2 separate regions of the Mus musculus genome follow, and region 2 is linked to region 1. A link is a contact called in public Hi-C data. All regions are on one chromosome and are shown on one strand. The core of a region is the stretch at or near the end of the contact, and the rest is flanking DNA. Distances in the headings are between cores, read along the strand shown.

Region 1 (4,413 bases), core at 1,310-3,809:
AGGCACAGATGACATTATTCCTATCTCATAAACACCTTGCTCCTCTAACACCTGAACGAAGACCACAGCTCTGAACAGCTGTCACTCCCAAAGCACGCTGAGAGTGTTCACACTTCGGATAGATTCAGCTATCTGCCAAGACACCAAAGGCGTGCCTAAGGTCACCGAGGCCATGAAAACAAGTATCATGGTCTGTCTTTCTCTCCCTGATATCTCAGCACAAGATGAGGTGGACAGAGTCCTGTGGAGGGCATCACAGTGGGTGTCCGAGGAAAGGCAGGAAGGCATGTCACATTTCTAGGTCAGTGTTTCACATTCTCAACAGACCCCAGAGAGTACTGGACACATGCCTTTTCTCTAGTCTCTCACCTGGTCATGTGCTATGGGGGGAACAAAGAAAGGGTGAGTGTCCCAAATCCTCAAAGCCAAACTGTGAAACTCTTCAAAAATGCCTGCTTAACTATGCTCCAAGTTTTCAACTTAGAACATTGCTAGTTATGAAAACACCCATATACTCTGGAAAACTCACAAGTTTGAAAAATTTTTTGGTCCCAAGCATTTTAAGTAAATACACACACTTATGTGTGTATTTAAAAAACCTGAATGTGTTTTTTTGTATCCATGAAACCATTTCATACACAACTCCTGGGGGGCACGTGCTAGCTAGTCTTATCTGTTCCCAGAAAAGCTCACCAGCTTGCCTGGGACCACGAAGTAAGAGAGTGGAAAGATGGCTCAGTGGTTAAGAACACTGACTGCTCTCCAGAGGTCCTGAGTTCAATTTCCAGCAACCACATGGTGGCTCACAACCATCTGTAGTAGGATCTGATGCACTTTTCTGGTGTGTCTGAAGAGAACAACAGTGTATTCACATAAAATAAATAAATAAGTCTTAAACAAAACAAAACAAAACAAAACAAAACAAAACCAAACCCTGAATGTCGTAAGGACCAAATTGAACACAGCAAGGTTAAAATATAAATTCTTACTAAAAGCTCTCCAATCTACCTAAAGACCAAAGATAAAATAAAAATGAACAAGCAGTCATTAGTAAATAATAAGGCACTCTACTCCGTTCTTTGAGGCCTGAGGTAGCCATGGGTAAACCTAGACTTCCATGGCGCCCTAAACCTTAGATATTAGTTCAAAAGCCACAGAACAGAAAGGAAAATGAGTCCACAGAGTCAGGAGGGACACTTAAATTACAAAGGATGAAATGCTTTCTCAGCTCTGTGACCTTGTGTGCAGGTAGGTATACGCATCCAGCCTACCCTACAACTGGAGGCCTGGAGAACACAGCACCCCTCTGACAGGGCGATACTTTGGACAGAGGTGGCCACATTCTGCCCAGGAAGAGCCAACAGTGAGTAGGACTAGGAAGCTTGTGCCCGCCCACACTCCCCAACCCAAATCTCTCATTCCACTGACAGAAGAGAAAACTTGGCTCACCTTAGGAACAGCTTTGGCGGTGGGAGCCAATTACTTACAATAGCCAAACTCACTTGTAAATTTTCACCAACAAAAATAGCACTGATTCAAAACAAAAGACCTGACACTTTACACAGAGCAGTCAGTCAGTCTTAACCTACTTTGATGGGACATGCTGGGACACCCCTTTTCAGTAACTAGGAAAGCACAGCCCCCAGAGGCATCTATCATCCTATAGTCACAAAGCCCAGGACCAAGTCAATATACAACAGCTTGCTGGAGGGCAGGCAAGGATCAGGAGAGGGCGATGTTATAGAGACAAGGGGGAGAAAGTGTGCAGGGACCATGGCTATACTACACCAGGGAGCGATACACTCAGCAGCTGGCAGCAGCACTCACCCCTTGTGCCCCCCCCCCCCACACACACATACACAGAGCTATGAATCCAACATGGCAGGCCAGGACTATCACCAAACAAAATCGTGTCACTTGTCTCTCTCGCACTATCCCTATCTACCAAGTGCTTCTCATTCCACAAAATGAACATCCTCGGCCTTAAAGCTGTAAAGCTTTCTTTTGTTTTCGACGTTCTCACTTGGTCAATACCCAACACAGCAAGTCCTAGATGAGCCCAATACTGTCCACTCCTCTGCTCAGTAGCCACAGGTAGAACTGATAGCACAAGTGGCCAACACCTCTACCCTGGAGAAACTCCCAGGACAGCATTAGGCAAAGCAGTCACACGAGAGTGAGAAACACAGGAATTCCTGGGCTCGGGAAGCCCACAGTGTGTACACCACAGCTGATCCTGATGAAACAGCTCGACAGTCTGTGGAAACAGTCTCTGCAGACCAGGCAGATGGGAGCCATGGTGGAGAAGTCCTTGCTCTCAGAGAGCAGGCTGCAAAGTGAGAACCCTATTTCCATCTAAACAGAAGCAGGGTGCAGACTCAGGCTGGACCGAAGCCTGGTGCTGGGAACATGGTCTGTCAGTTCCCACAGCATCGTATTAGGTCGCCAGTGAAGTGTCCCTGGTTGTCTCGGCTTGGGTTGATCCACATCAAACACTGATGTGGAAACAGTAACTCAATTCAGTTGGGACTCTGTGGGAGCCGGGGCTGACTCGTCATGGCTGTGGAATGCTGAGGCAGATAATCCAGGCATCTGATGGGCTCCCGCCATGTTTCAGGCTGCCCAGAACTGTGGGATGATCCTCATCTGACAGTCTGTGGGTGGTACAGTGGTGGCCTCACTGGCGGTGCCATTTCTGCTAACAGGTCGGGACTCACTCTCCTCTGAAGACGAGGAGAGGAGAGAAAGGAAGAGGAGACAAGGAAGGAGGCGTGGGGAAAGGAAGGCAGTGGCTCAGTGCTATTGCAACCACAGAACTAACTCACTTTGAAGGGCTTGTCTCTAAACACCGCCCAGACAAGCAGCAGCAGCAGCTCTGTGAAAAGGAAGGGTTTCTAAGTAAAGCCCTCTGCTCCCCAAATCAGCAGGTACTTAGGAGTTTTCTAAAACATGTGGGTTCATCCCAGTGCTCAGACTAAACACGGTTTTAGATGAAAGTCTCTGGAACCTGCAATAAAGCTCTTGCTCTTCTGAGCCAGCTCTTCCTGATGACACATGAGGACACATCAGTTCAAGCACTAAGGATCATCCATGCCTCCTCCTCTCGGCTACCCCTCCCCATCAGGTCTCTCCCTGGCCTTTCTGGTTGAGAGCGGGCGTCACTTCAGACATCCTCCTGCTTTCAATCAGTAGGAGTCATGATGCCCAGACGTGGATGCTGTGAAGCGGGTGCACAGACCCTGCATGGGTCTGTCCCGACGACAGTGAGGAAGTACCTAGTGCAGGAGCTGGTGCTCGCCTCTCAGCATCGCACGCCAGTGATGGCAGATGCGGAGTGCCAGACAGCACAGAGACACTGCACCCTTCAAAGCTGGGTGGGTATGCCTGAAACAGATGTGGAAACCGCCTTGACAACCCCCCCCCCCCCCAGCCAGCCAGGATCTTAAAGCCAAGTTGTTTACAGCTAGATCTACACGGAGAAGACTTGTAAACAGATAGATACAAGGGTTCCAGGAGAAAGAATGAGTGCATTCTCCATATAAAGCTCCCGTTGTTCCTCTACCTTCCCACACCCTGCACAAGGAGCCATTCTCTGGACCCTGGCCTATCTTGTGGCCAACACACAAGGATCTGGGATGTTCTGGACACAAAGCACTGTTGAGAACACTCAAGAATGAGGACCAGGGGCTGGAGCCATGGCTCAGTGGTTAAAAGCACTGACTGCTCTTCTAGAGGTCCTGAGTTCAATTCCCAGCAATTACATGGTAGCTCACAACCATCTGTAATGGAATCTGATACCCTCTTCTGGTGTATCTGAAGACAGCTATAGTGTACTCATATACATAAAATAAATAAGCCGGGCAGTGGTGGCGCATGCCTTTAATCCCAGCACTTGGGAGGCAGAGGCAGGTGGATTTCTGAGTTCGAGGCCAGCCTGGTCTACAGAGTGAGTTCCAGGACAGCCAGGGCTAATACAGAGAAACCCTGTCTCGAAAAACCAAAATAAAATAAAATAAATAATTCTTAAAAACAAAAACAAAAAAGAATGAGAACCAGGCAAAGCCACTGACCAAGCAACCACTCTCACTGCTGAGAATTCCTACTGTGATGAGGACCAGACAACATGTGGGGAGCACTACCCTACAGTCGCTAAGGAAAGGCCAGGCCCTGATGCTTAGAAGAAGCTGGTGATGAAGGCTGTGACCCGATGGCCTGTGAACCACTGTCACTTCAGGGTGTGCTAAGTCAGAACCCTGCTCACCACCCACATTTCTCTCAATTCCACACTTGGAGTCAAGTAATAGACCCCAATGGTCAAATCCGAAGTACAGCTCTCAGCATCCAGCCAGCACACGTGCAGTCAGGCCCAAAATCTGCTGATATTCTCTCCTCTAAGTTGTGCCTTGTGAGGTG
Region 2 (4,413 bases), core at 1,247-3,746, 140 kb after region 1:
AGTCGTGTTTTGGGGGTTTTGTTTCTTTCTTCTTTTGGATTTTATTTGAGACAGGGTCTCTCTATGCAATCCTGGCTATCCTAGAGTTTGCTATGTGAATCAGGATGGACTTGAACTCATTCAAGGTATGTGCCACCACACTCAACCTGATAGTTTGGGTTTTTTTCCTGATCTCTCCCAAAGTGTTTCTAATATGCAGCCAGCAACACTTAACACATGTGTTAGGCTCTGTTCTTAGTGTGTTGCATGTATGGAGTCATTTCTATTCTATTCTTGGCCACTGGTGCTAAAATTTGTCCTCTGGATGTTGTTCACATCTCCGGCTTCTTTCTAAGGTTCCAACCACAAACCAAAGTACAAATCCATCCCAGGTTCACCCTGGGGGAACCAATGAGAATACTGGGGTGGCCAATGAGTACAGGTGACCAGTAAGGAGACACACAGAGATAGTCTTCACCCTGCGTGGATGCTGGCTTCCTCTGGGCCACTCCAATGGAACCCCCTTCTCTGAGTTGTCCCTAACCCATATATCCTAGCCCCTCTTCCAGGCCACAAAAAGAGGCCACGGACAGACAGAATATCATACAAATGGCTGGGAGGGGTGGCTGACTACTCACTCAGGTGACTTTCCAATGACCCTCCTCTCCCAGTCTTTCTTAGAATCTAGGAGGAAATGCCAACAGCTGGCCCATGTGACTCTGTTTTAAGTATAGGCCCAGCTGTTCTCGCTCATAAGGGTGATGGTAGCTTGAAGGATAGGGCAGTCTTTTAGAACGTCCATAAACATTTGGTCATAGAAAGCAGTCTGGGGCTGGGCAGATGGCTCAGTGTTTTAAGAGCAATGGCTTAAGAGGATCCAGGTTCAATTCCCAACAACCATGACTGTCTCTGACCCCAGTCCTAGGTGATCCAACACCCTCTTCTGGCCTCCAAAGACTCATGGTACACAGACACATATGCAGGTAAAACACCCATACAGGTAATTTTTGGAAAGCAGTTTTTACCAGGAGGCGGTGATGCACACCTTTAATCCACAGAACTCAGAAGTTGGGAGTCAGGAGGATTTCTGTGAGTTTAAGGCCAGCCTAGTCTACAGAATTAGTTGCAGGACAGCCAGAGATACACAGAGAAATTCTGTCTTGAAAAACAAACAAACACAAAATGATAATAAAAATAAGAACATAAAAGAGCAGTTTTAAGGGGGACTACCACCAGAGCCACAGAGGTCACACAGACATAGATGCTAGATGACTGTATTTCCTAACTGACCCCAACAGCTCCCAAATGGGGGGTACCCAAGCTCCAGAAAACTGAAAGCCAAAGAAAGCCAAGTCATGTCAAGACACAAAGGTCAAACATAATAAGGTGTCTTGGTTTTATTTAATGCCAAGAAATCCATTAGCAAATTATTTAACAAATCCAGTCTCTAAGTTCAATGAGAAAGGTATGTGTCAGCCACAATGGGAATTTCTAACTTTGGGGTATCATAGGCCATTTCAGCACTCCAGACTCTCTACTGGAATAATGATCTTGAATGTTTACGTAGAAAATATGATTGCAAAGAAAATTAATTATATTGAAACATAATTTCCAAAATTATTTAAAAAGCAACAGGAGCACTAATATGTCCTTAACACTTAAATAATTTGAGTAGGAAGCCTTATAAATCTGGCAGTTTTTAAGGCAATGATGATTAAAAATAATACTCTGCATCTGGCAACATTGTACAAAGTCCGCATTAAAACCTTAGAAATTGTTGCTGGCTTTCATGACTGAAGCAAAGATGAGGGATAGAGAAATAACGTCCATTGCTCCAGCCACTTAGATACAGTTTATCCAATGGCTCCAAAGCTTACAGACCCAAAAGAGCTTTGCTAGCAGCTCAGGTACTTACAATTAAGCAAAAGATAACTTAGTAATTACAGAGTAATCTGCCAGGGCACACGCTCACATGATTGGCCGCTTCTCATCGTCACCTCTGCTAGGCTAGCATCAGAACACTAGTTTTCCAGTAGTACAAAAGTTCTTGATATCAAAAGGTCCATCCGTGGCAAATCACTGATCGGACCACACTCACCCAGCCTGGACTGCAGGAGGGAACCTGCTATTTGCGTAGCAAGACAACACGCAAACCTGTAAACACAAGTTCATGTGTGGGCCAAATGTTCTTCAAGCGCACTGTTGGCTTTACTGTTTTCTATGTGCTTACTGTTTGCAGGAGGGGAGTGGGAGGGAGGGGCAGGTATCTCTCTACAGAGCTTGAACTCTGAGTAGACCAGACTGACCTTGAATTTGCAGCAATACACCTGCCTCAGCCTTCTGAGCACAGGGAGTGCACCCCCACACTGAGAGTCTCACTGTTTTCTAACAGCGCATTTAGTCTGGTAACCACCATCTTTCAGCTAACTGCATTGGGCTTCCCAGGAAGGGTTACCCAAGGCCTGCCTCTCCTGCCCACCACTGCGGAGCATACAGTTGGGCCGCTCCCCAGCTTCACACCCTAAATCAGGAGATCCCCGAAGAAAGATAACTATGACTCAAAGTCTAAAATTCACGGACTCACACTGGGCAGCGCCAAGTTCTCATGCTCTCTGGTAACTGAGACGGCTTTTGTTCGAGAGACTTGAACTACAGCAACAGCTGCTGCTGGCGCACGGTGCTTTTCGAAGATTAATAATATTACCTAAGTCTGGGTCCCAGTGTCAGCTGCAGCAGCAACCAGCCGCGCTTTCCAGAAAAGATGCAAGCCCTGGACTATGCTTAAAACACTGGGTGGTGGCTCCGAAATAACTGGGCACTCGGACCCCATTCAACAGTACAAACCACCCCAACTAAATCTGAATCAAAGAGAAAATTTCTCTGTGTGTGGAGACAGCAAACATTATTTTTAGGAGTCCTATAAAAATCTTAATCAAGCTTATGTATCTGGGGCCTAGGAGTGTAGCTCAGTTGATAAAGTGCTTGCAGAACACCCACAGAGACCCAGCACTGGACAAACACAGTGGATGGCACAAGCCTGATCCCAGCACTAGGGACACCAGTGACAATAAATCAGAAATTTGCGGTTATACTTGGCTACATAGGGAGTTTGAGCCCAGCCTGGACTACATGAGACTGTACCTCAAAAACATACAAGTAAGAAAAACAAACCGATGTAGTTCAAGTTTTAAATCTAAAGCTATGTGCCCTTCCCCAGTCCACATATATATGTTTTGGTTTGTTTTGTTTGGGTTGTTTTTTTTTTTTTTTTTTGGTTTGTTTTTTTGTTTTGGGGGTTTTGTTTTGTTTTGTTGTTTTTCCTCAAAACTCAGTTAAAGATTCAACTGAAGCCCTTAGTAAGCCTGCACTGAGACTGACCACTGACTCTGTCACCACGTCTCTGAACATATGAGGTGTGCCTTGTACTGAGCACTGTGTGAATACACACTTGCACATATACAGAGAGAGAGAAAGAGACAGAGACAGACAGACATCACATCACATTGGATGGGTATGGAGACTGGAATATCCAGAAACCAATTTCCACAATTAGTGCGTTCTCTACACATTTGTCATGTGGAACAAAGAAGCTTCCTAAGTATCAGTGTGTGGTCCACATGCCTTCCTTTAAGGAAAGAGCCCCCGTTAGCGTCCAGTGGAAAAAACAGGGCACATGTTTCTGAGCGACTCTGAATTAGGGACCACCAATCCGAGGTTCTTCTACTTAAAATGAAGATGCTACACAGATGTACTTGGTTTTCAGTCTCAATGGAACATCCCCCTGGTACAGCAAAATATGTCTGCCCCAAAGCTGGGATAGAGAATAATCTGTTAAGTAGCCAAATCTTGGTGGAGTGAAACCAAATCCTTTTGGCCTGCTCCTAAACCTCACGAGCTCATATTTCTAGGTTCTGATCATTCTTCGGAAAGCATCGAACCGCATTCATCTCCCGTTTAGAGTCCTAACAGACCCTGCTGTGACTGTCTCTTCACAGGTACCGTAGTAAAGCCGATAGGACTTGATGCCACAGGCCCAGCCACGGCTTTGGAAACGGCCGCCATAGAAACACCCACACACACAGCATCTTCAGTTCGCACCATAAGCCAAAGCTGGAGGGACAGAGCCTCTCCAGACAAGCAGGGAAGCGGAGACAGAACCTACACCAGGTCACATCTTTGCTCTACCCCCTCATCTCTTCTGTCCTGGGGATAGGTCACCTCTGAGACCGACCTCTGCCTCGCACATGGCCTTAGAGCAAAAGATAAAAGGCATACATGCACATCGAGGCCCTAGTAATATGCAGGGAGGTTGAAGATAGCATCAGTGCAAGACCGCAGAGCTGCTCCTATAACCGGGGTCAGTGTAAACCTACATCACAGGACCTCTGCACTCATTACCTGCATAAGTCAACGAAACGCCACAACCCCAGACAG

The links. Hi-C and Micro-C count contacts between places; a contact is called where the count stands out from the background.
Region 2: a contact with region 1 is called in a Hi-C map of muscle stem cells, with 1.8 times the contacts expected there. The contact joins two enhancer-like sites. A contact is called at or near these places in 3 of 484 Hi-C or Micro-C datasets (muscle stem cells and nephron progenitors), 1 of 115 datasets of contacts at active chromatin or transcription factors (embryonic stem cells) and 1 of 9 other capture datasets (embryonic stem cells).

The regions. Positions count from the first base shown.
Region 1 is chr2:59,822,562-59,826,974 of GRCm38.p6, reverse strand. All of the region lies in intron 19 of Tanc1 (tetratricopeptide repeat, ankyrin repeat and coiled-coil containing 1), which reads right to left. Among named protein-coding and RNA genes, the nearest start is that of Wdsub1, 58 kb to the left of the region's middle. Within about 2 kb of position 2,559, at least 89 of the 459 cell types and tissues checked have an H3K27ac peak or open chromatin away from gene starts, as enhancers often do. A contact at or near this core is called in muscle stem cells, where this site is marked.
Region 2 is chr2:59,683,629-59,688,041 of GRCm38.p6, reverse strand. All of the region lies in intron 2 of Tanc1 (tetratricopeptide repeat, ankyrin repeat and coiled-coil containing 1), which reads right to left. Among named protein-coding and RNA genes, the nearest start is that of Tanc1, 74 kb to the right of the region's middle. Within about 2 kb of position 2,496, at least 24 of the 459 cell types and tissues checked have an H3K27ac peak or open chromatin away from gene starts, as enhancers often do. A contact at or near this core is called in muscle stem cells, where this site is marked.